5 separate regions of the Mus musculus genome follow, and all the other regions are linked to region 3. The links are chromatin contacts, called in public HiCAR-type, HiChIP or PLAC-seq and promoter capture Hi-C maps. All regions are on one chromosome and are shown on one strand. The core of a region is the stretch at or near the end of the contact, and the rest is flanking DNA. Distances in the headings are between cores, read along the strand shown.

What was found. Promoter capture Hi-C pulls out the DNA fragments that hold promoters and counts their contacts. HiCAR-type assays count read pairs that join an accessible place to other places. HiChIP or PLAC-seq counts read pairs in DNA pulled down with a chosen protein or histone mark.
Region 1: a promoter capture Hi-C map of pre-B cells shows a contact between it and region 3. The contact joins the enhancer-like site here to the promoter of Cmss1 in region 3. A contact is called at or near these places in 9 of 39 promoter capture datasets (the HPC-7 cell line, cranial neural crest, embryonic stem cells and 6 more), 5 of 115 datasets of contacts at active chromatin or transcription factors (embryonic limb bud, embryonic stem cells, forebrain and 2 more) and 2 of 9 other capture datasets (liver and pancreatic islet).
Region 2: a contact with region 3 is called in a promoter capture Hi-C map of liver, with 4 times the contacts expected there. The contact joins the enhancer-like site here to the promoter of Cmss1 in region 3. A contact is called at or near these places in 14 of 39 promoter capture datasets (the 3T3-L1 cell line, 3T3-L1-derived adipocytes, the C10 cell line and 10 more), 1 of 115 datasets of contacts at active chromatin or transcription factors (embryonic forebrain) and 1 of 9 other capture datasets (adipose tissue).
Region 4: a contact with region 3 is called in a HiCAR-type map of astrocytes, with 5 times the contacts expected there. The contact joins the promoter of Cldnd1 here to the promoter of Cmss1 in region 3. A contact is called at or near these places in 18 of 39 promoter capture datasets (the 3T3-L1 cell line, 3T3-L1-derived adipocytes, the C10 cell line and 12 more), 9 of 484 Hi-C or Micro-C datasets (B cells, CD4 T cells, CD8 T cells and 6 more), 4 of 115 datasets of contacts at active chromatin or transcription factors (the 230-238 cell line, astrocytes, embryonic forebrain and 1 more) and 4 of 9 other capture datasets (adipose tissue, embryonic stem cells, liver and 1 more).
Region 5: a contact with region 3 is called in an H3K27ac HiChIP or PLAC-seq map of microglia, with 8 times the contacts expected there. The contact joins the promoter of Pcnp here to the promoter of Cmss1 in region 3. A contact is called at or near these places in 3 of 39 promoter capture datasets (the 3T3-L1 cell line, pre-B cells and second pharyngeal arch cranial neural crest) and 2 of 115 datasets of contacts at active chromatin or transcription factors (large pre-B cells and microglia).

The regions. Positions count from the first base shown.
Region 1 is chr16:58,683,571-58,688,496 of GRCm38.p6, forward strand. No RefSeq gene overlaps it. Among named protein-coding and RNA genes, the nearest start is that of Cpox, 16 kb to the left of the region's middle. Within about 2 kb of position 2,776, at least 75 of the 459 cell types and tissues checked have an H3K27ac peak or open chromatin away from gene starts, as enhancers often do. A contact at or near this core is called in pre-B cells, where this site is marked.
Region 2 is chr16:58,700,595-58,705,435 of GRCm38.p6, forward strand. No RefSeq gene overlaps it. Among named protein-coding and RNA genes, the nearest start is that of Gpr15, 16 kb to the right of the region's middle. Within about 2 kb of position 2,982, at least 81 of the 459 cell types and tissues checked have an H3K27ac peak or open chromatin away from gene starts, as enhancers often do. A contact at or near this core is called in adipose tissue and liver, where this site is marked.
Region 3 is chr16:57,603,669-57,608,356 of GRCm38.p6, forward strand. It overlaps Cmss1 (cms small ribosomal subunit 1), which reads right to left and starts at 3,199. Exons shown (of 10, transcript NM_025599.3): 1 at 2,998-3,199. The coding sequence starts at 3,058.
Region 4 is chr16:58,726,278-58,730,523 of GRCm38.p6, forward strand. It overlaps Cldnd1 (claudin domain containing 1), which reads left to right and starts at 1,633. Exons shown (of 6, transcript NM_171826.3): 1 at 1,633-1,807; 2 at 2,896-2,946; 3 at 3,161-3,470. The coding sequence starts at 3,179.
Region 5 is chr16:56,026,338-56,031,209 of GRCm38.p6, forward strand. It overlaps Pcnp (PEST proteolytic signal containing nuclear protein), which reads right to left and starts at 3,380. Exons shown (of 5, transcript NM_001024622.2): 1 at 3,266-3,380. The coding sequence starts at 3,329.

The DNA of each region.
Region 1 (4,926 bases), core at 1,526-4,025, 1.1 Mb after region 3:
TAAATAAAGGATATATATATATGTTCCTCCCAGAGCTTCCAGGGACTAAACCACCAACCAAAGAGTACACATGGAGGGACCCATGGCTCCAGCTAAATATGTAGCAGAGGATGGCCTTGTTGGTCATCAATGGGAGGAAAAGCTCTTGGTTCTGTGAAGGCTTGATACCCCAGTGTAGGGGAATGCCAGGGGGGGGGGGAGGTGGGAGTGGGTGGATGGGGGAACACCCTTATAGAAGCAGGGAGAGGGGATAGGGGGTTCTGGAGGGGAGAGGGGAAACTGGGAAAGGGCATAACATTTGAAATGTAAATAAAGAAAATATCCAATAATTAAAAAAACACGTTTTAACACACAATTTGTCACGATCTAAGCCACCGTATTCTCAATAAGTTACCACAAAGCTGGCCATAGGATGAGAGTTGCCACACTACCCTGTCATAGGTAATTTGCTTATGAAGTGGTTGGTAAGGCCCCCAACTAAAAAGTTCATTTTAGTACACACACACACACACACACACACACACACACACACACACACACACACTTTTTTTTTTTTTTGAGACACGGTTTCTCTGTGTAGCCTGGCTGTCTTGGAACTCTGTAGGCTAAATTGACCTTGAATTCAGAGATCAGCCTGCCTCTGCCTCCTGAGTACTGGGATTAAAGGCACAGGCCACCATCATCTGGCATGAAAACACATATATAAATTAGTCTTCATGGCAATTTTTCCATGTTCAGGTGTGACTAAGGTCACTTCCAGTTTTCAGATGGGTAAGGCAGAAAGCCCTTTACATGATCTGTTCCATCTGGGATGTACATCCTGCTAACAACACATATAATATGTGAATCCACCCAGCTTATCAAATTCTTGAAGTTCTGTTGTGAAAATAATTGGGTCAATAAATATCCTTGCTGGGATAGTGATGTATGCCTTTAATCCCAGTGCTTGAGTGGCAGGGGCTGGGGCTGGGGCAGGGGCAGAGGCAGAAAGGCAGATCTATGAGTTCAGGTTGGCCTGGTCTACAGAGCAAGTTCCTGGACATTGAGAAACCATGTCTCAAAACAAAGGATTGGAGAGATGGCTCAGTGGTTAAGAGTACTGGCTGCTCTCTTAGACATCCTGAGTTCCATTCCCAGCAACCACATGGTGGCTCACAATCATCTATAAAAGGATCTGATGCCCTCTTCTGGCACACAGGTATACAAGCAGATAGAGCACTCATCCATTAAATAAATATACCTTAAAGAAAACAAAACCAACCAAACAAACAAAACAAAAAAATTCCAATGCATGCCCCCCACCAAAACCAACAGCTCCACCAACCAAAAACCCAACCAGCCAATAAATAAATATCCTTTAAAATATTTTAATTAGTATCTCCAGCAATACAACTCGGCAGCTTCTACTCAAGGTAGTTTTTATTATCTTCCTCTTTTATGCTATTCAACATGAAGGGATACTTTAAAAGAATATATTTTGGGGTTGGAGAGACAGCTCAGCAGGTAGAACACTGGCTGCTTTTCCTGATGACCTGGGTTCAATTCTCAGCACCCAAAAGGCAGCCCACAACTGTAACTCCAATTCCAAGGGATCTAACCCCCCCCCCCACCACCACAGGTATATATGCAGCAAAACATCAATGCACTAAATAAATAAATAAATAAATAAATAAATAAATAAGAAAGGAAGCAATGAACAAGGACCTACTTTTCCTCATTTTAGTAAGGAATGGGACCTGCCTTGTTGACAACCAAAGGCGGTCTTCTCAGGTGACACCCACCTAGCATGTGAGCAGAGTCAAGCTATAGCTGAGATTCCAGAATCATTGTCCACAGCATCATTGTACATGATAAGGTAGTTGCTGTGATAGTTCATTAAATGTAAAGATTGTTAAATAGCCATAGATAACTAGAATGTGTTAAGTGCCATTAACAAAAATGAGGGGAGGTTATGGAAGAGCTTAAAATGCCCACAAGCTACCCATGCTAGTGTTTATGCGAATCTATAGCTCTTGAGGAAATTCAACCCGGAAGCATAAACATACCTATTGTTCATATAAAGGTGGTAATTGAAAAAGTAGAAGAAGACCTGGCCAAGGAAGTAAGTGCAGTATTAAGAAAGGACGCGACAGACTGAATCAGGGCAGAGAAATCAAGGGAGGAAATCCCAGGGGAGGAAGCGTAAGAAACAGCTCATATAAATGAAACAGAGAAGAGAGAAACTGAAAGGCTACACGAGGTGTGACTGCTACGGGGTGAAGACTGTACAGCTGCTGTCTGTGGAGGAAAGGGAAGGCGATAATGTAGCTTGTGCTCTGTGTCAACACGCCTGGTCAGTTTGGAATCACAATATTTCATAAACAGTGTAATCCATTAACAACAAGGTTTTCTCGGTAGTAAAAGCTAAATAAAAATTATTTTCATTGCTGTGCGCAGTGTCTTCAGGTTCTAACTGTGCATGAACATGGCAATCTTGTAAGAACCTTGCGGAACAGCTTTGCTCAAATGTAGTTCTTGGTTTGGGGGAGGAAGGTGGAGGGGGAATGAAGAAAACTGAGGAAGAAGGGAGAGTGAGAAGAGAAGGAAGAGGGAGAGGGGGAGGGGGCAGAGAGATTTCTGGAGAAGGACAAGGCAGAATAAAACAAGATGTGAGAGCCTTTGAATCCTGTGCTTCTTAAACTGCGCTTCTCTGGAGAGATTTTCCAGACTACTGTTAGCAACTCAACACAGTGTGCCTGCTACACATGCCTTGTCACGTGACTCCACCAGGTTTCCCACAACCGCCTGAAGTTCAGCGTTTGCTGTGTGCTACAGCTGCAAGAAAGCGGAACGACTGCAGCTGGGTTCTTATCAGAATCCCTACAGGTTCCAATCCGGAGTTGTCTGACTCCATGAGAAAGTGTCTGCCTCTTTCTGAGAAGGAACAAGCATAGTATCTTGACTTTCGAATAATAAATGACATTGAAGAAAATTTAAAAGACACTTATTCAAAGAGGCATCTCTAGTGTGTAGTTTCTGGACACCACAGGGTGTGTTTGAAACTTCAGCAAGAAGTTTCAGCAAGACTTCAAGTCTCTATTTTTGTGAGCCATTAAATTATTTCCACTATAAATCATCACAACCCTGTATGTATTTACATCATCAAGCTTATTTATGAATACAAAAATCATCAGCACCTAACCAAAATTTTCAAAATTTATTTCTCCTTTGGGCTGGTAAGATGACTCGATGGATGAAGACACATCTGAGAAGCGAGACAACCTGAGATCAATCCCCAGACTTCCCATGGTGGAAGGAGAGAACTGATCTCCACAAATCATCCTCTGACCTCCACAGGCATCCATCCCTGGGCATATGCTCCTGTGTGTGTGCACATACAATAAATAAGCAATCAAAATTATCTATTCAAACACACTCTAGACTTTTACATTTTTAGTTAAAAAAAAAAACCAAAAGAGGAGAAGTCAGGATACAAAATATCTTGACAAATCAAGCTGGGGAGATGGCTCAGCTGTAAGAATACTCGCCAGCCACTATTGCAGGGATCCAGGTTCCATTCCCAGCCACCCACATGGTGGCTCACAACCAACTGTAACTCCTGTTTCAGTGAACCTGATGCCCTCTTCTGGCCAGCAAAGGTGCACATATATACACACACGCATGCAGAAAAACACTCATTCACATAAAGGTCTTTAAAAAGATAGAGAATATGATAGTTCAAATTGGTTTCTTTTGGCTGGAATTAAAGCAGAGGAAATGTAAATATGGTAGTTACTCATAATTTAAAGGGCATTTATAGGTACTATCTAAAACCTCATAGGTGCTATCTAAAGGAACATAAATAAATAAAAGTAGAGTATAATGTAGAAATGTAAACCAATCCAAACTGGAGAACTTTTAAAACATAAATTTAGAACAGGTAATACAAAATAATAGACCTATCACAAGCCTATCTATCATCGTATATCAATAAAAGCATCACAGCATTTATTAAAATAATTTAAATGAAACTATAAAATAAAACTAAGAGGTAATGTGTAGCAGAGACAACTCAAGACACAGTGCTTTAGAACGTAATACACAGCAGCTATTCTAGGCAGGTACAGAAGTTTAAAAAGGAGTTAAGATAAAATAGAAAGAACATGAACATCCAAAGAACCGGAAGAAAACAGAGTATTTAAATGTGGTAACATAGAACTACATACCGAAGAACTACACACCATCACCTCATTCACAGGGAAAAGTGAACAAACACGGAGATAAACATGAGAAGAAACTAGACTTAAGCACACTTGGAGCAGGTAAAGCATTTTACTCCTGTGACAGTAAACACCAGAGAGTGACTTACACTTCTGTGTTGCAAGATTCACATAGCCAGGGCTGGAGAGATGGTTCAGCAGTTAAGAGCACTGACTGCTCCTTCCAGAGGTCCTGAGTTCAATTCCCAGCAACCACTTGGTGGCTCACAACCATCTCTAATGGGATCCAATGCCCTCTTCTGGTGTATTTGAAGACAGCTACAGTGTACTATTATGAAATAAATAAATAAAAAAAAATTTTTTAAAAGAAGATTCACAGTAGCCCAATCAGGCTCAGTGTCTGTGAGCACATACATGGATTCAGTAAATGAATGTACCGAGTGGAGATGGGAGCCATAAGGAGCACACAGTTGAGTTGTCTACAGGCAGAAAATGGCTTCAACTGGAGAGCATCATGTTTGTGAAATACACCAGACTCTGAATCATTTTCATGTTCTCTCTCTCATGGGTTTTATTGTTACATTAGATCTCTCTCTCTCTCTTACACACACACACACACACACACACACACACACACACACACACGCTTGCACAAGTGCACATGCACACATGCACACATACATACACACAAAATTATCGGAAATAAAGAAAAGAGAAACAAACATCA
Region 2 (4,841 bases), core at 1,732-4,231, 1.1 Mb after region 3:
ATGGGACACAGAGGTGTGCCTTTAAGTCATGAATAAAGTTAATGAAGTTTTTCTTTAGGTCTTCTTTAGGCCGCATCTATATTACCTTCTATACTTATTAATGCCTTTCTCTCTTCTTACTTTCTCCATCTTATTTTTTTAATTAATTAATTGATTAATCAATTAAGAAGTTAATTAGGTTTGTATGAGATGGAATCTGCTTTATTGCCCAAGCTGGCTTACAAGTAGACCTCAAGTGATCCTCACGACTCTTCCAAGTTGCAGACACATTACATTGGGCATCTAGTGATAAGATTTGCTCAGGAACTTTTCGAAGGTCATGAAACACTCACCCCTCCAGAAGGGAGAGACTAATTAACGTTTCTCAGACCACAGGGCAGGAACCCACCTTCAGATGGGAACACATTCTGCAGGACTGACCGTTGTTCACCTTCAGACAAGGGAAGACCTTGTCACCTTATTCCCTAAAGACCAATCAGTTTAAAGGGTGCGCTGTTCCACCAATCTTATTGTGCCTAGTTGCTGATGCTCTGTTCTGTCCCTGGAAACCATACAAAAACTCACCGAATGGGTACTGGGGGTCGCCGCCTCTCCTTCGGGTCTGGGACGACCCCAGTGCACTGGAACAACAAATTCCTCTTGCTTTTTGCATCGATCCTGGCTCCACGTGGTTCACTCAGGGGCTCCCTGGTAATCTAAGGCTCTCTGGAATCTTACACTAGCTTGCTGGTTTATTTTTTGTTTCACACAAACTGTTAGTAACTCCTCAGTGAAAAAGACCAATAGCTGAGGAGTGAGGGAGTTGAAAAGAAAGAATACAAAGGATGTTTAGTGCAGCGAACCACTCTGTGGCTTATAATGCTGATGCCCCAAAACATGCAATATATAATGTGACATGTGAACCCCAAGCTGCTCTATGAGACTAAATGGGAGAGACATGGCAATGTATGTCCATCGGTTGCAATGGATTTACCTCAAACTGGCTGCTGGGAGGTAAATAACAGAGAGGTTATGAGTGCACCTCCCTGCAGTCTTTTGGGGAGCTAAACTTTCTGTATAAAATAAAGCCTTCATTAAAACCATACCAAAATACCACCTCCAATCCTTTGTTACTTGGAAGTGCAGATGGCCTATGAAAGAGTCAAGTGCTAAAGTCCAAAAAAGACAAAAATCGTTGTAGGGAGAAGAAAGCCATAAGCTGCTGGGCTAAAGGCTCTGGCTCTGGCTCTGGATGGGTGTGAGAGCTGGTGTGATCTACAGTTTTCTCACAGATCGCCAGGGGGGGAGGGGGCAACCCCCAGAGTCAAGAGGAAACACTGATTGAAGGCATCGGCTCTGGGTCCTGGCCATGGCTGGATTACTTCCTGTGTGAGTGATTGTGAGAACGCCCCGAGACTTATTTTTCTTACCTGAGTGACAAGTATCTTCCCAGCACAGTGAAGGAGGCTCTGCAGTACAGTACATCCTCTGCTCTTTGCTCTGAAGTGATGCCAAGATTTTGGTTATTACTCACAAAGAGAACGATGCCCCTGAAGCATGCAAGCCGCAGACATGCATTGAGGTCTGCCTGCCTGGATTCTGCCAGTTTGTCTCTGCTTGTCCCTGAATGGGATGCGCTTACCTTCCCATCTATAAGACTGAAGAATTAGTTTATCTTATTGTTTTAAGGACAACTTAGATATGTCTGGAACATATTTAGTGAAGTACATTTATCCATTTTACCCCAGTAAATGACCCACGAAAGCTGTGCTCTTTCTTTTCCAAGTGTGGCACAACATCAGAAACCTGTCTCTGCCATTTATTTTAGCTCAGGCTAAATTAATGCCCCCATTGCTCCAGGAGAGAGGGAAGCTGACTTCTTCCGTGTTTCCTTGCTGTATGATCACTTCCTTCTTTTAGCTCATTGGTGTCTGATGACGATGGAAACCTCCTCCCACTCTCTTTGATGTTTTAATAAATAAATCTAAATAAACGGACCATAGACAGACTGACCAGAGAAAAACCATTTAAATTGCACGCATGCACAAACGTCCCGCAGACATGATACATGACGAACAGCTCATATTTGCAGGTAAGCACCCTGAGGATGAAGAGAGTAGGAGCTTGGAGCATCTTCAAGAAGATTGAGATGGAGCCTGTGCTGAGCCAGTGGAATGGAAACAAGGCCGATTTGCTACACAGACAAGTTGTGTCTGAGCATCTCTCTGAAGACCTGGTGACAGTCTGTGACAGAGCCTGCCTGTCACAGTAGACGGTGTATCTTCCATCTTTTCTGCAATGTAATTTGCTTTCTTCCACATGGAGGCAATTCCTTCAGAGGGGACTCAGGACAATGGCAGTGACTTGTGCATCTTTTGGCATATGAAACATGTCAGGAAAAGCTTCTCCCCACACCTTGAGAGAATAGGGAGTTAGAGTGAGAGGGCAGAAGGTTACAGACCTTGGTTCCGAGGTCTTCCTATTCTGCTTAGCTCAAAGTTTTCAGCATGCTCAAGTGACATACTTGGGGTATTACTTCTCGAACCCCAGCAATCTCTAGGACAGACATGTGACATTTTTATCCTATTGCTCTATTAGAGTTGTATCTATTTGAGAGGAAGTAAACCACAAGGGGATCTTTGGACAATTAAAAGCTGTGTGTTACATTTAGAAAAGGAGAGAACTTTAAAAATACGAAGATAAATTCTGCAGTGAGGGGAGTGGTGGAAATCCCGATTGTTCATTACTAGTGTTACATTTTTATAAAAAGATGTTTATTCTCTTCTTCTTGACCATGTTTTCATTTGACACCTGTCTTCTTGGGTGGAAATAGCCTTTCTATGAAGCCCCTGGGAGTAGAGGAGTGGGGAGTTTCTGCTCCTTGCGTGTGATTGCTTTCCTTTGTTAAGTAATGAGATCAGTCAGCATGTCACACTTTACTCTCCAGTGATGGCCACCACCTCTCGATTTCATGAGAAACGATAAAACAAATGAGTCACCCCAAGGGTGCTTCAAGAATGGCACGCTAGGCTCAGGCTGGCCCCACCTCCTCTGTAGCTGAAGAGGTTCCAGAAAAAGCCTTCTGGGATGCTTCTCCCACTTCCCTCTCTTTCTCTCTTCTTGCCTCTCATTTGTCTTTCTGGATTCCACAGAACTGTTTTAACTGGCAAATATGAATCTTATTTGAAATATGAAAAGCAGTACTCTGTGACTTTTTGTCGTTTAAGGTACATTTCTGCACATACAGACAAGGCATTTTGAAAAGAGGAGGGCAGAGGTGTTTACTCTTAATTCGCAGTCGCCCCGGGTGACCTGGTCCAATTTTAGAAAACTCTGCTTAGCCTGCATTCTGTTTCCTCTTCCTTCTGAGATAAACTTGGCTTAGGTGAGTGTTTTCATAACCCTTGCCCTGTGTTTTAGCCACGGTTGCTTTCTTATCTTTTAAATTACAACCATTCTTTGTTTAAATGCTTGGAATGTTTCACAGTTAAATCACTCTCATAAGTCACGGGAGAAACACAAAAATACAGTGTGGAGTGACTCCAAATGGGACTCAGTTCTAAACCACTTTATAAGATCAGATTTGTAAATAATCACCTGCTTATAAAGGAGATGGTTGGTCACATAAGAAGAGAGTAGGGAAGGATTTTTTCTTATTGCTCAGTTCATGTATCCTTTGGGAGGAAAGCAAACCAATAGTGCTTTGGATTCCCTTAGCCCTAAGCCCTATTCCAAAGTGTTTTTTTTTTTTTCTTATCTCCTGATTTTATTGTATAAGCCTGGATAGAGTGAGTCTTTGAACACAGGAGATTTGGAAATTAGGATGGTGCATGAGAGTGCTAGAAACTGGAGAAAATTCTATAGCCCAGTAGAGAAGGATAGCAAAAACCAACACAATTTTGATCAAGGAAGCAGGTAACATCCTGGCCCAACTGCTTATTTTTTTCTTTTTATGAAAATTCTTTAAGATTACTTAGACCACAGTGTTTAGATAGGTTAGCATCTTGATGATCAGCTGAATAAATGAAGACACACAAGACGAATGTTGCCAGATGGCTTAAGGTGGAGCACATTTATAGTCCATCTACTCTAATCCTACCAGTTTCAGACCTGGGGTTAATACCCATGGTGACTGCTGGTTTCCTTCTAAACAGGTTCTAACATTTAGGAACAACTTCCACAGAACACTTTTAGTGACTTGTCAGTATTTGACTTAGTAATGCTGCATATTTGAGAACAGAAAAATAAAGGACGATGTTTTCTGTCATGTAACTATCCTCATTCTTCTCTCAACTAGTCCCCTGCTACACATTGTGTGTCACAAAGCTTTTATTTTAAATGTCTTAGACAGGCTTTAAACTTACTTTCCCTCAAGATGTGGTATATGATTAATATTAAAGCAATGGCACCCTCCTATTTTATATACTTTCTACTCCAGTTGAACCCCAATCTCACTAGGAAGTTGAAAAACACTGGCTTAGGTTATAAGCCCTAAGCCTGTAAGAAGACACATTGCTTTGCAGAGTATTTATAGCAAGCACTATGACCTTCTTGAAGGCTGGATGTTAATTAGTTATGACTACTTCTTAATTCAGGGGTGACACAGATGAGCAGGAACAGATAGCAAAGGCTGGTTTATTAGCAATGCTGAGAGAAGGCTAATTACTGGGCATATGTTATTACTCTGTGGAAATGGATTTATTGCAAGGGACCCTGCCAAAGCCTTTGTAGTCTGTATTACTGAGGGGTTTAAAGGCCCATGTTAAATGAGGAAGGAAGCAGAAGCCAATACCCTTTGGCCAATAGACACTGCTCACAGAGAAAAAGTCTACTGACTGTATTTTACCATTTGCAGAAACCAG
Region 3 (4,688 bases), core at 1,949-4,448:
AGAAGCTGTCACCTGTGTGAATTGCAGCCTTGGTTACGAGTCAGGCATCTATTTCCCTTTATTACATAATTTATAACACTGAATCCAGCTGAGCACGGTAGTGGGTACTTATAATCCTAGCACTCAGGAGACCAAAGCAGGAAGACTTCAAGTTTCAGGCCAGCAGTCTGGGCTAAGTAAAATCCCATTTTAAAATAAAGATAATAAAATAAACGTAATAAAGATTAATTACTCACTACTGTAAAACACAGGATTTTGACAGCTCTTCCATAAGAGTAAGCATCTTCAGAGGTATAAGGTCTCCAGCCAATATGAAGCTATGAACTATTAAAAGTTTACTAATAGACTGAATGAATGCCTTCTACCAACAAAATCACCGCTCTGAGCCTCTGGGATAAAGCAGAGAATGAGGAAAACCTAAGCTCTGCTTCCATGGAGTTTATAATCCCCGTGCCAGGAGACTGATTTAATAAGGCAAGCAGCAGCCAGCGCTAAATGACCTGCCAACATCAGAAGTCACCCAAGCACTACTGTAGGCTAACCAGGAGCAGCTTCTCAGGGAGGTGATGATTCTGCAAACCGTGCGTACATTTCCTGCTAGGTATCCATGAGTTTCATGAAAAATACCCCTAATAAATGTGGAAGACCTTTCATTTCCTCTCTTGTGTTTAACAGAGGTCTGAACTGAGTTCCTATGTTAACAGCTAGTTACTACATCAGAAGGACAGCAAGGAACTACAAGAGCCTGAGACAAAAGGAATGGAGCCTGTTGAGCACCAGAGCAAGTGAGGAGCAGCGCTGCTGAGCCAGGGTAAGCCGGTGGGGACTGAATTCTCTGGTAGCTGAGGGGCAAATATTGATGCTGAGGCCTCTATTTTGAGCTTACTACAGTGGTTCATACAAGTTAGAACAACATATAGGTCCACAGAGCAAAATGCAAAGAAAGACTCAGGAAACCTTGTGGAGGGAGACACAACAGGAAATAAAGGAAACAAAGAAACATAGCCACATCCTTCCAAGCCTGTGTGAGACTGATGGGTTGTGGGGACTGACACATGGAAGTGTGGAGAAAGGCAGGTTTACAACACTATTCCTATTAACCACTGAATACTTTAGAAGCCATCCAGATGTTTGAATTCCAAAATAAATCACATATTAGGATTACATCTCAATCACTGACAAAAAGATAAAGTGTACGGTTAAAACTGCTTATTTAGTTCTGAACAAAATCAGACTGAGAGTCAACTGACACAGTTTGATAATAATGTGCACGCATCGTATACCTTTTAAAATCAATAATGGGTTTGCTTAGAGATGGGATTCTTCTCTTTGGTCACAGTAGTTATCAGGAAAAATGCAAGCGCAAGACAGACTGACTTCAGATCATCCGACTGTGAAGGAGAGCTACCTCACTCAACAGGAGAAGCCCAAGCTAATCTCTGAGATCTCAGTGCTTCTGTTTCCTCCCGTATACAACAGGGATAAAGATAACTACTTCTCTGTACACTTACAAAGATGAATAATCTAGTGCTCATAAAGCAGCAAAAACAATGCATGACAGCAATAGGTAGGCTGAGGCAGGAGAATTAAGAGTTTCAGAATTTAGATCATACTAAGAGCTCAACAAATGAAAACTGGCATTACTGTCATATCCACTGTCTCCTGGCATTTCTGAACACTCCGGTTTTCTTGTTACATGTATGGTGAGAGGGGGCATCTAAGACTCAGAAGAAGCTACTGAGTCATTTGAGAAACACTCCTCAAACGATGGGGAGACTGAGAGTTACAGATTACCTGACTTTTAGCTTCCTACTTCTGTCATCCCTAGTCTAGTCTCAACCCTGGGATCCAGACTGCCACTCGCCACTGGACTGACACTCTACTCTTCTGTTCCCCTTAAATCACAAAACCCATGCTGTAACTTTCAGTTTCACACTGAGAAATGGTCTAAACGTGTTAACTCTGTTTGCTATCATGTGAGATGGTACTGAGATCAAAATAAATGGAAATATGACATTGACCCTACCATCTAAAACTAGAGACAGGTGGACCTTGGATCCTTGGAGGGTGACTTGAGACAGTAACAATAGAAGTAGCTATCGCATGGTTAAGTCTTATGGGGCATGAAATGTTCAAGGCCACTGGAGTGGGGGGGTTACTTAATGCTACTTTACTTGAAAATAAAATGCCTACTGCACACAGAATGGGTACACATAGTACACCATAATAGAAACTGTTGGAGCCGAGCAGTGGTGGTTCACACCTTTAATCTCGGCACTTGGGAGACAGAAGCAGGCGGATTTCTGAGTTCGAGGCCAGCCTGGTCTACAGAATGAGTTCCAGGACAGCCAGGGCTACACAGAGAAACCCTGTCTAAAAAAAAAAAAAAAAGAAAGAAAGAAAAGAAAAGAAAAGAAAAGAAAAGAAAAGAAAAGAAAAGAAAAGAATTTGCTGTAAAGCAGAAGAGTTAAGCCCCTTGCTGGCTCGAACTACACATGATAAAGAACACGCTACTTTAATATTTTGTACATATACTACACGCCAAAAATTGTGTTGTGCTATACAACTTTAAATTACCTTCACTACATCTTCACAATTTTTTGGAGAGAATTACTCCTTTCACACGTGAGGAAAAAGGAGAATGTGTCGGAGTATCAGAGTCTGTGATTTGAATTCCCAATCTGAACCTAGTTCAGGGATTACTGGTAACCACTATGACAAACTGTACAGAAACGGTCTATCTAGTCTCAAGAAAATAGTAAAAAGTCTAGAAAACCAGAGCGCAGGAAGTAGCCCTCTCAGACTGGCAGGCGGCGACGGGGTCCCTCTCGTTCCACGTGTGACACGGTGTTGTCCCTCCCCAGTTCCCGCGCCGTCCCATGTTCCCACGGCTCCGCGCTCCACCTCCGGGCAGACCGCCACGACTGCCACACGCGGGTAAGGCAGCTGAGGCGAGGACCAGGGCAGGAGGAACGAGGGAGGCGGGCGAGAGCTTACCTGGGCTGCTGGCGGCTGCCGGCTGGTTCTCCCACCACTCGTCTCCCAGATCGTCTGCCATCCCCGTGAGACCCGGACGCGAACTGACAACCAGATGAAAGCAAGGCGGCCGCTCGCGCTCCTGGGCTCAGCTTCACTGGCGGCGTTAGCAACGCTACACGCGGAAAAACCAAGGAACTCCGTCGCCCGCGCCACTGGAGATGACGTCACAGACGCCACGCCCCCCCAGCTGCGGCAGCCAGGGGTGTCGCCGTTTCCACACAGGCTCAGACGTTCAAGATCGGCCTAGAAACTCCAAATAAATGCTCTGTTGAGCCTAGAAATACAAGAAAAGAGTTACCATCGGTTTGGGTTATTTTTTTTTAATATTTAAGTATTTTGTTTTGGTTTATGGCCGAAAAGCCGATGTCGAAAGTGCAAGAACGGATGCTAAGACGATTTTTCTCTGTTGGATTTCAAAGAGCTTGCACCGCGGGAGGAGACCCGAGCACGTGGATGTGTTTTCACTTGGTTGTCAGGGTTCTGGCGTTCCAGCGCCTGTGCAGTTTGTCCTTAGAAACGCACCTGAGAGTTGCTGACGATGAATGTCGGAACTTGGTTGTACATGTGAACGTTGCTGCTCTTTTTCTACAACTTAAGAGGGACGAATATCCTGAAGACCTGAAACATACCACTTCTCTATTTAAAATACTTAATCAGGTTTTGATATTCTCTTTAGAGGACTTGGATTGTGATCTGTCCCATTCAGTACCATGGCCCTTGGAACATGAATAGAACTTGGGGCCTGGTGTGGTGGCGCACGCCTTTAATCCCAGCAATCTGGGAAGCAGAGGCAAGCAGATTCCTTGAGTTGAAGGCCAGCCTGGTCTACAGGGGAGTTCCAGGACACCCAAGACTCTGCAGAGACATCCTGTGGAGGAGGAGGAGAATTGTTTTATTCAACAGTACATTTGTTTCTGTCATCTCCATTAGCCATCTGCCTGACAACAGGTATTAAGAGGTCAGGAAGGCCACAGGCCAAATGCAGCGATTGAGTTGTTTGTACCGGTGCTCATAAGTTACTTTTATAGTAGAACGCTTTGGACAACATAAACTAACCAGAAAGAAAGAGTGGCTTTAATATGGTGCGTCTATACATTCATACTTCGTGTATTTGCTAATTCACCCTTTATAGAAAAAAATACAAGCTCTATTGAATAAACAATATAAATTGTATCTTCCCTTTAACTGTTTTGTTACCAGTAAATAGATATCTGGGTTTATAAGTTAGCCTACCCTAACCCCACCTCCAACTCCAACACCCATATCTGGTACTGTAGAATCCAAAATAAGTTCAAGACCACCCAGCCTCTTCCCCTCTGAAGGGACTTTCAGAAACATAGCAGTCAAAATGACTGAGTCTACAGCTGCCAAAACAAAATGAGCTGTTCTTAGAAAAATAACCATAACAAGATAGCAATTTCCAGAGAAATCCCCCTACCCTGCCCCACACTGAATTCTGAGAAAGACTACAAACCACCCTGACCTTTCTAAAATTCCCTGTGACATTAAGAGCTGTGATGTTAATAGCTGACCTATAAGATCAAAATGTAGTGCTGCTTTGCTGATAATAACCCACCATAAGGGCAGGCAAAGTGAGTCACTAGGCCAAAGGGTTACATAGTCACCCTATACAAACCAACTAATGCGTG
Region 4 (4,246 bases), core at 383-2,882, 1.1 Mb after region 3:
AGAGTGACTCCAGAACCTCGTACCTCCTGTGTCATGACGACTAAGTGTACTGTGAGCCCAGGACTTAGAACTTCCAGAGCACACGACTAAACAAACACATTGAAATGCCCTCCTGGCAAGTCTAGCAGCTGGGTAGTTAGCAGACAGGTCCGGAAGCCAGCTGAGGTGTGCAAGAACACTTACCACTATTTATGACAGGCTTCTCCTCTTCATCTGGGACAATCGGGAGTTGTAAAAAGCTACTTCTACTGATCTTATTCAAACACTGGACATTCAATTGTAAATAATGCTTTAATGATTCCTTAACAATCCTCAGGTCCTCTGCCTGACATTTTTTACATTTTCTTATCTATAGATTCTATTTTCAAAAGTCCATATATTGAAAACCAAAGGCAATCTTATCTTAAAGATTATGAAGTAAATTGTCCAGTGTCTTAAGATTGGTTTACTAACCTCAGTGTTGATGTTTGCCAAGTTAGTTCATCTTCATGGGCTTCAGTTTCTCTGTCTACAAACTTAGGCTGTTTCTTTTCTTCTTAAAAAATGTCTCTTTACCAGAATTGGTTGCACAAGTTACTTCAGGAAGTAGACGTCTCATGAAGGCCGGTGGATGAAGACATCTGCTGCATAAGTGCATTCACAAGTCTTACTGTGGATTCACTATTCGACTCTACACACTCATCGAGCTTTCAAGATGACACCTGAGGCAAATTACGTTTTCATTTGATGCTATCCGTGAAAATCTAGTCATGCCTTGTGGATACTGGGCTCTGCCAGAAGTCCTTTTCCAGACACAGCCTGTGATGGTGAACCGGAACCACAAGCTAAAGGCAAACGATTTCTAACTTAAAAAAAAAAAAAAAAATCTTCTCTACCTGTTTAGAAATTCCTGTGAAGTATTTGAGGGCTTAGAATCATTCCATTGCTTCCATGTCACACAGCCATCTGTCTCCGAGGCTACCCACAACTTTTTCTGTTGAAAATGATCTCTAAATTCCATTTCATATTACATTCACACTTTAAAGTAACATTTTTGAAATCTAGTATCCTTCGGATTTACAAGTTGGGTTTTTTTTTTTGTTTTGTTTTTTTGTTTTGTTTTTTACAACTGAAACAAACAGGGAACTTGATTACAGTAGAGAGCAAATAACAGATTTCTTCAAACAAGAATAACGTAATTATATCAGGTTATAATGCTAGTTTAGTTAGATCCTTAGTTACATTTAAACAAAACAGAAGAACACGTTGTTCAAATGGGAGGGACGATGTAGGAAATGGGAGGGGGGTTGATATTTGAAGAGTAGAGTTCCATTAAAGTTCATCAACTCCGTAGTACTGATTTTTAGAGGTAGGGTGTTATCGTAGGGAAAACAGAAGACTCGACGTTAGATCTCGGCTAAATCAAAGCCTTTGACTATGGTTGACCAAAGATCCTCCCCCATCACTTTCTGGAGCTTGGTCCCTCCTTTTTTGAGGTGTAACAATCCCGCAGTTAAGACTTCAGCTTTCCTCACTGATCTTCAGAGTTCTTTCTTCGGAGAGAACTACATTCCCCACAATTCCTCGCGCGTCGTCAGGCATGCTCTCCTCTGGCTCTAGCCCCTTCTCCTCCAGTATTCCTACAAGTCCCACAAGGCCCCTCGGCCCAGGGCCGCTTTGGCCCGGCCTGGGGTGGAGGTGGAGGCGGAGGCGCGGGAGTTATGGAGGGGGCGGGCTCTGCAGGGAAGTACGTCAGAGGAGGCGCGGGGAGAGTAGGGTGCTGTGGTCGGAGCTGGAGGGCGAAGCCGGTGGAGTGAGAGGATGGGCGGTGAGTTCGCGGGGTCGCGGGCCGGCTCGGCTCGCGACCTGGGGAAAGGGCTCCTTGCTGGCGCGGCCAGGCCCGGGGGCTGGAGCGGCAGGCGGGGCGGGGAGGGGCGGGGCTCCGGGCCAAGGGGCCGGGGCTGGCTGGGTTCGGGTACCCAGGGCGCTCGCCCAGCCCTGCCGGTCTCCGCCCGCCCATGCCAGGCCCTGCTGTGCGGCCCAGGGTGACTGCGCTAGGCGCAGCTTCCAGAACCCGGCCTTTAAGGTCATCCGAGAGCACCAGGATGGACGAGAATTTTGAGAATCAGAATACAAATCGCACTTGCTGGGCTATTGATGACTGTAGTCGCCCCGGTCTTTTCCCCAGTCACTCCCCATTTTCCAAACTCCGCTCCCCAGTTTGTAAGCCTGTTTTCACGGGTGCTTGAGACGAGGGGTTTGGTGCTGTCACGGTGTGCATACATTTGGCAGGGTTTGACTCAGCGTGATCTTGCCTTGAGTCATTTTACCGCGGCCATTTACTACCGCCGTGGAGCCCTGTCCACGCCTAGGGAGTGTTCAGATTTTGCCTAAGTCACTTTTCTGTTTGCGAGTAGGGATTATTTAGTTTTTATGGATCTGTGCTATATTTTAGGATATACGGAGCAGTATTACAGTTTGGGAGGTTGAGAAGTGTGTAATGGAATGGGGGGCGGGGAGAGTAAGGAGTGAAGAATCCGGTTGTGTCAAGAGGCTTGGCTTAGCTTTAATTGAATTGAAGGAGATTGATAACTAACATGGTGTTTTTGCTCTCTTTGCTATGACATACATTTAAACTTTCCCCTCGGGTTAACACCTTCAACTCTGATTTCCAACTTACACCTCACTTCTGCCCTTATTTATAATTGTAAGCCTCCCCACTAAAAAAGCTGGGGGGTCTTCGTTTCCTATTCTGCTGTCTTTTTTCTCACACAAGCCTGAAAACACATAGCATGTTTATAGCTTGTGTAAAAATCCACTCTGCATTTAAGGTGTGCACGCTGCACTGCTGACCATGGGCATGTCTGTTGTTTGTACCTGTAATGTGTATGTCCTTTTCAGTGTTGTCTGTTTTAGTATGCAGGTGATAGACTAGAGAACAAGACTTCTGTCTCCGTAGCATCTTGGGTATGTGAGCATTCAATAAGTACTTTTCATGAGAATGCCTTTTGTTTTAAACTTAACATTTGTTGCCCTTTTGTTTGTAAATTTTTTACATCGATAAATGCATTGCGTTATGGAAAGAAGGGATGGGGAGTAGGGTAAAGGGGCTTTTTTTTTCTTTTTAGCATATTCTGATTTGCTCTTGAGGTCTGACTTTTCTTTCTTTAACTTAAAACAGAGCAGTCTGAATGCCAGAATGGATAACCGTTTTGCTACTGCGTTTGTGATTGCTTGTGTGCTTAGTCTGATTTCCACCATCTACATGGCGGCCTCCATAGGCACGGACTTCTGGTATGAGTATCGAAGTCCCATTCAAGAGAATTCAAGTGACTCGAATAAAATCGCCTGGGAAGATTTCCTCGGTGACGAGGCGGATGAGAAGACTTACAACGATGTTCTGTTCCGATACAACGGCAGCTTGGGGCTGTGGAGACGGTGCATCACCATACCCAAAAACACTCACTGGTATGCGCCACCGGAAAGGACAGGTACGTCCTTTACGTCCTAATAATGATGGCCCAGTGACGTGCAAGCTTGTCTGTGCTTCCTTCCCCTAAGAAAGTCTTCTGCATCTGTTTTATTCCTATCATTGTCTTGCCTCAACTTCCGTGCAATCCCATTGTCCCCGATGATACCACGGCACCTCATATTGTGATCAACACTTGAATCCTCATACTTATTTGCCAATTAAATTGTTTTTTATTCATGCCACATGTCACGAGGAATTCGCTTGAACAGTTGAAATATTTGACAGTTTGTGGTATTCAAAATCAAGTCAGAATGTGAGTTGCAGAATCAAGTCAAACTGTGAGTTGATTGCCCTCTTACAGTTAGCTATGTTAGCCAGGCGGCAGTGGCACAAGCCTTTAATCCCAGCACTCCGAGGGCAGAGACAGGTGAATCTCTCTGAATTGAGGCCAGCCTGGTCTACCGAGCAAGATCCAGGACAGTCAGGGCTATGCAGAGAAGCTCTGACTCTCTCATAAAGCAAACAAAACCAAAAATGATTACCTATTTTATAGTAGGTTTCCATCATTTGCCTTGTATTTTAGAGAATGTAATTTGACCAACTCTGCCTTTAAATCTGTACATATTTGAGACTTGTACAACTATAACGAGTTAATAACCTAAACAAAATTACAGAAGAATCTAAGTTGTCTCTCAGAATTATTCTTCAAAAATTCTATCAACACAAAGACTTTAATTTTTCAAGTATTAAATTAGAAAGTTTACAGTTTATTTTTGTTTATATTTACTTCTTTTG
Region 5 (4,872 bases), core at 2,130-4,629, 1.6 Mb before region 3:
TCCAGCTCTGGGGGACCCAACTCTTCCAGCCTTCCTGGGCACCTGTATTTATGTGTACACACCCACACACGGACATGTGATTAAAAATAATTTTGTGTACCAGGTGTGGTGGTGCATGCCTTTAATCTCAGCACTTGAGAGGCAGAGGCAGGAGGATTTCCCTGAGTTCCAGGTTAGCCAGAATTAGACCGGGAGATCCTGTCTTAAAAACAACAAAAATAATTTTAAGCAATCTTTAAAATAATTCCACGAATGTATTTAGATAGCATCTTCTGTTCACAAGATACGGAGAGCAGGGAGTGAAGAAGGGGGGCACAGTACTGGCTTCATCTCTTAGTATAAGCAGGTTCAAGGTGGCACCCAGGCTAGTCATTTTGTCTTCATGTAACCCTCTTAGCAATTATGTAGCAAAATACACAAAGCATTTTAAGAAAAAAGCAAATAAAGCAATGAACTAAAATGGGAAAACAGCAGACAAATATATTACTGATTGTTAATAAACTATTTGTAATTCTAAATATGGGCCACTAGAAAATTCTTTCAAGAAAATTTGAGTGTTAAGACCTATCACTGAATATTAACACTTAATTCATAAGTACCAAATGTTCTTTAAACTCAAACTAATTGAGCATTTGGAACTTTTAATCAAGGATCTCTACTTTGGATTTATTGAGACATTTTGTTTGTTTGTGTTTTGTGGACTGAGTATCACTATGGAATCCTGGGAAGTCTGAACTTCACTATGTAAGGTAGCCCAGGAGGACCTCAAACCCCTACCTGGAACTCCCAAGGGATACTCCTGCTTCCACATCCCAACTGCTGGAATTCAGCACTATGCTTACTAAGACATTTTGTATTTTAGAACTGTGGGCGAAAAAATGTTGAATGACTGTTGACTAATACTGTGAATATCTTTAGTAGTATGAATTATAATGAATAAATGAACAAGCATTTGTGAATAAGAACATCCTTTGTTTTTTTAAAAAAATAATTTATTTTTATTTTCTATACAATGGTGTTTGCCTGAATGTATGTCTGTTTGGACATGTCAGATCTTGAAATTCCAGACAGCTGTGAGATGCCATATAGGTGCTGGGATTTGAACCCAGGTCCTCTGGAAGAGCATTTGCTGCTCTTAATCACTGGGCCATCTCTCCAGCCTCTGCCCTTTCAATTTGTAAGTCATCATTACACAAATTGTTAGCTTTTAGATAAAAAAATATTTTAGCAAAGCCTTCTGTTTATGTGTAAGTTAATATCAATTAAACCAAACCTACTACAATTATTCTCTTTCCCTGACTAGCTGAGATGGGACAACTCCACAAAGGTACCATTCCTGAGTCATGTGCATTCTGGTACCTTGTCTGGGGGAAAAGAAAAAACCAAAACAAAAAACCCCCCAAAACCAAGGACTGCAGTAGCTCTCTGACAGGACAGGTAGTCCATGAGTCCTGTTCTGACACAGGAAATATACACATCACTGAAGTGGCTCTTGGCGTAACCCTTGATAGCTTGAAATGGCTGTGATTACACATTAAGTTGCTTGTCTCTAAATCTAAGTTTCTACTTAAGTTAAAGAGCTACACAGGGGATCGTCTCCCTACTAAAATAGAGCACGGTCGTGAGGCCCAACCCTAGCATAAATGGGGCCTTGGGTTCAACCTCCAGGATCAATAACGAGGTTGAATGAGTAGGGAAACTACTCGTATTTCCAACACCGTGGGCTGTCTCACAGAAGAAAGGTTGCCAAGTCTAGACAAAGTTTTCCAAGAGAGCTGAACACTTGCCTGAAGCTTATCAATTCAATCCTACCTATGGGCGAAATGTTTCAGTTAAGAAACTCTGCATGACCCCTGTATGTCTGATATTAAAGTGAGCTTTACGAAATCAGGCAAATTATGAAGAAAAGGGCTGCTATTTTAAGTTACCAACATAAAATAATCAATGTAACCCCAACACTGTTAAGATGGAAATATTATTCACAGGACAGAATGTCCCTCAACTGAAAGGGTGGCAAGTACACTGCATACATACACACGAATTTCTTTAGACGTTTAAGGTACATTTTAGCAGTACCTTAAAACGATGTTCTCAGTCAAGGCAAAAGGACCTTAAGTTCAAGGCCACCCCAAGATACTTTAGGCTATAGTTTTTCCTCAAACTACTTTTAACATATAGAAGGTCTAAAGTAAGAACTAAAATCATTAGCTATTTTACTAGTTTATTTTTAAAAAAAAACAAAATGAGGAAGAGACCTGAGAAAGTGGCCGTGGCTTGTAATTCCAGTACTCAGGAAGCCAGAGCTAAATGAGCTCCTAGCTCAAACCGGGGGTGGGGTGGGGGCGGGGGTGTTCGGCAATTAACAAACTTGGTAGACCCTACTTTTGGCCTTTATGCGATACTGAACCTATATGTTCTCACATTTAAGTATTTCAAGGATAAGCCCGAAGAAAGCCAGAACAGTGAAAGGCTAAAACATTCTAAGCATGTGCTAATTATCCTTCCGACAAAAGGGCGTAGGGGAAAAGAGACTACGCATTTCTTTTCCTTTATGTACACCATCAAAAATTACGGGGGTAGGAGGAACGAAAAGATAGCTATAATCTGAGTTTAATTTCGCGACAAATTACAGGAAGATCACACCTTCCTACCACGCCAACGAAATATCTGACATAGACTCCGCTGCTGGCAGCCTAAGAAAGATACCGGAAAGAAAGCGAATCAAACCCTAATTTCAAGCGTTTGCTGCTTGAGCCAGATTCCCCTCTCCCCTGCATCGCCTCGACTTATGCCATCGCAGGGTTTATAAATGTTATGTCTGAAAATACAGCAGAGAGTGGGCTGGGGTCTTCCACCTCCGCAGCGAAAAAGAGAGCATCAACCCTCGTTACGTGTAACCGAGAGGCCGGCGACCTCGGAAAGCCGGCATGCGGCCAGTGCCCGCGGCGGCTCGGCGCTCGTGCGGCGGCCTGAGTGCGCAGCGGGCCCTGAGCTCTCTGCTGTTCGGACTCCCGGGCCAAGCTCCCACCTCCCTTCGCACCGCCCGGTGGTAACCGGCGGCCTCTCTGATTAGGCGACGCGGACCTCGATCTCCCCCGCGGGCCACACCGGGCGTGCCCGGCACTCATCAGGGCCCAGCCCCTGGCCGGGCGAGCGCCAGCTCCGCCGGCTCCTGCGATGCCGGAAAGCCCCCCAACCCGCCCTGGGAACCCCAAAGAAAGGCCGGAGTAGCCCCCGTAGCCCGCGACGCTGGGGTTGTGTTCACCTCCGGCGGCTCCGGCTCGCTGCGGCTTCTCTGGCTTCTCCTCTCCCGCCTTCCCGTCCGCCATCTTCCTCGCCGCGGCCTCCCCCTGCAGCCCGGGCAAGAACGTCACGGCCCCGCCCAGCAACCACAAAGCTTCGGGCGGGCCAGCGAGGCCGCAGCCTAGAGAGGACCTGGAACCCGAGACGGGGACGGATGTGACGTCGTTGGCTGGAACGAGGTGTGTGGTGACGGCTATGGAGGACTGGGCGGTGGGATGGCACGTCCGGGTTAGTACGGACTCACCGATCGTGGAACGGTGGGTTCAATCCTAGGTGCTTCCACGCTCAGCGGTGGTCGCGGCTGGTCCTTCATTTTACGGGATAGGGCTGTGTTCTTACAGAGAAACGTCAGCAGTTAACGGACGCTGTCTTAGTGTTGACACCGTCCAGTGCGGTCCGGTGTGCAATTATCGTTTCCATTTGTGCAATGACACCGAAAAGAGACTTATGGAAGATCACGTCGTAGAGCCTTACGGAAATTGGGGCGGAAGAAATTTCCGCGGCTTTTGCATTCGTGAAAAATTCAGCGTGAGAGTTGTAGCAAGCAAGCAAACATTAAAAGCAGAAATAGGTATACGTGGAGGTCAAGGGCGCTTCCTGCTGTTTCAGAGGACAGTTCAATTCCCAGTTGGGTGGTCTACAGTTAACTGATAACTCCAGTTCCAGAAATCCGACTACTAAGAGTTCACACTCACTTGCATATATTCAAACACCTGTTTAAAAAAAAATACATAAAAAACAAACAAAATCCCCGGCTACACTCCGAAGGGCAGGAGCTGTCTTTCTTACGGAGAAGGGTAGTTTGCTCTACTGCAGTTTGGAGATGTCGGCTTTGTATCTACCCTATTCCACTCATCCCTTCTCTAATAACGTTTAAAATACGCCCCAGCCCAGCTTCAACGTTCGGAATTGCTTTGAATTAGAAGTTATTCACTTCTTGGTGTTTTTCAAGGAGTTTTCTTTACTCCTATAAAACTGTCTGGAGTAAAACTGTCTGCTGGTTAAATCGCCCTATTCTTTCAAGGTAAAAGTATCCGACAGAGTTTTATCATAAAAGCTAGTGCCAGTCTTGTCTCTTAACCTTCATGGACACAATGAACAGCACAAGAGTTGTCTTGTAGCGTTCCCTGCCTCTGTGCTAGCACCAGCACTTGTCTTATACTCAACAGTAAAATACAGGACTCGTCTCTTCCAGATTGGAAACACCTGTTAAGTCCTGCCTCTCCTAGAAACCTTTAGTAGATTCATTTAGTGTCAATGAAATCCATGCATCAAGTATGCTACAGCCTCATCTGTTTCTTACTTCTTTTTCTCTATACTCATTCCTCTGCCCAAATTTGGTCAATTCCTAGCCTGTAATATACACCCAGTATTAGAGAATATAGTTCATTCTGTCCTCCAAGCAACATTGAGTGTTGCTGTCCACAGACCTGCTTTTACTTCTCCATAAAATATCAGTGGACTGTTGGTTGTACCTCAGTTGGCCAAGTGATTGCCTAACGTGCAAAACCCATGGTGGGTTTCATCTCCAACACTGCATAATGAAGTGGTGGCACATATGTCTAATTC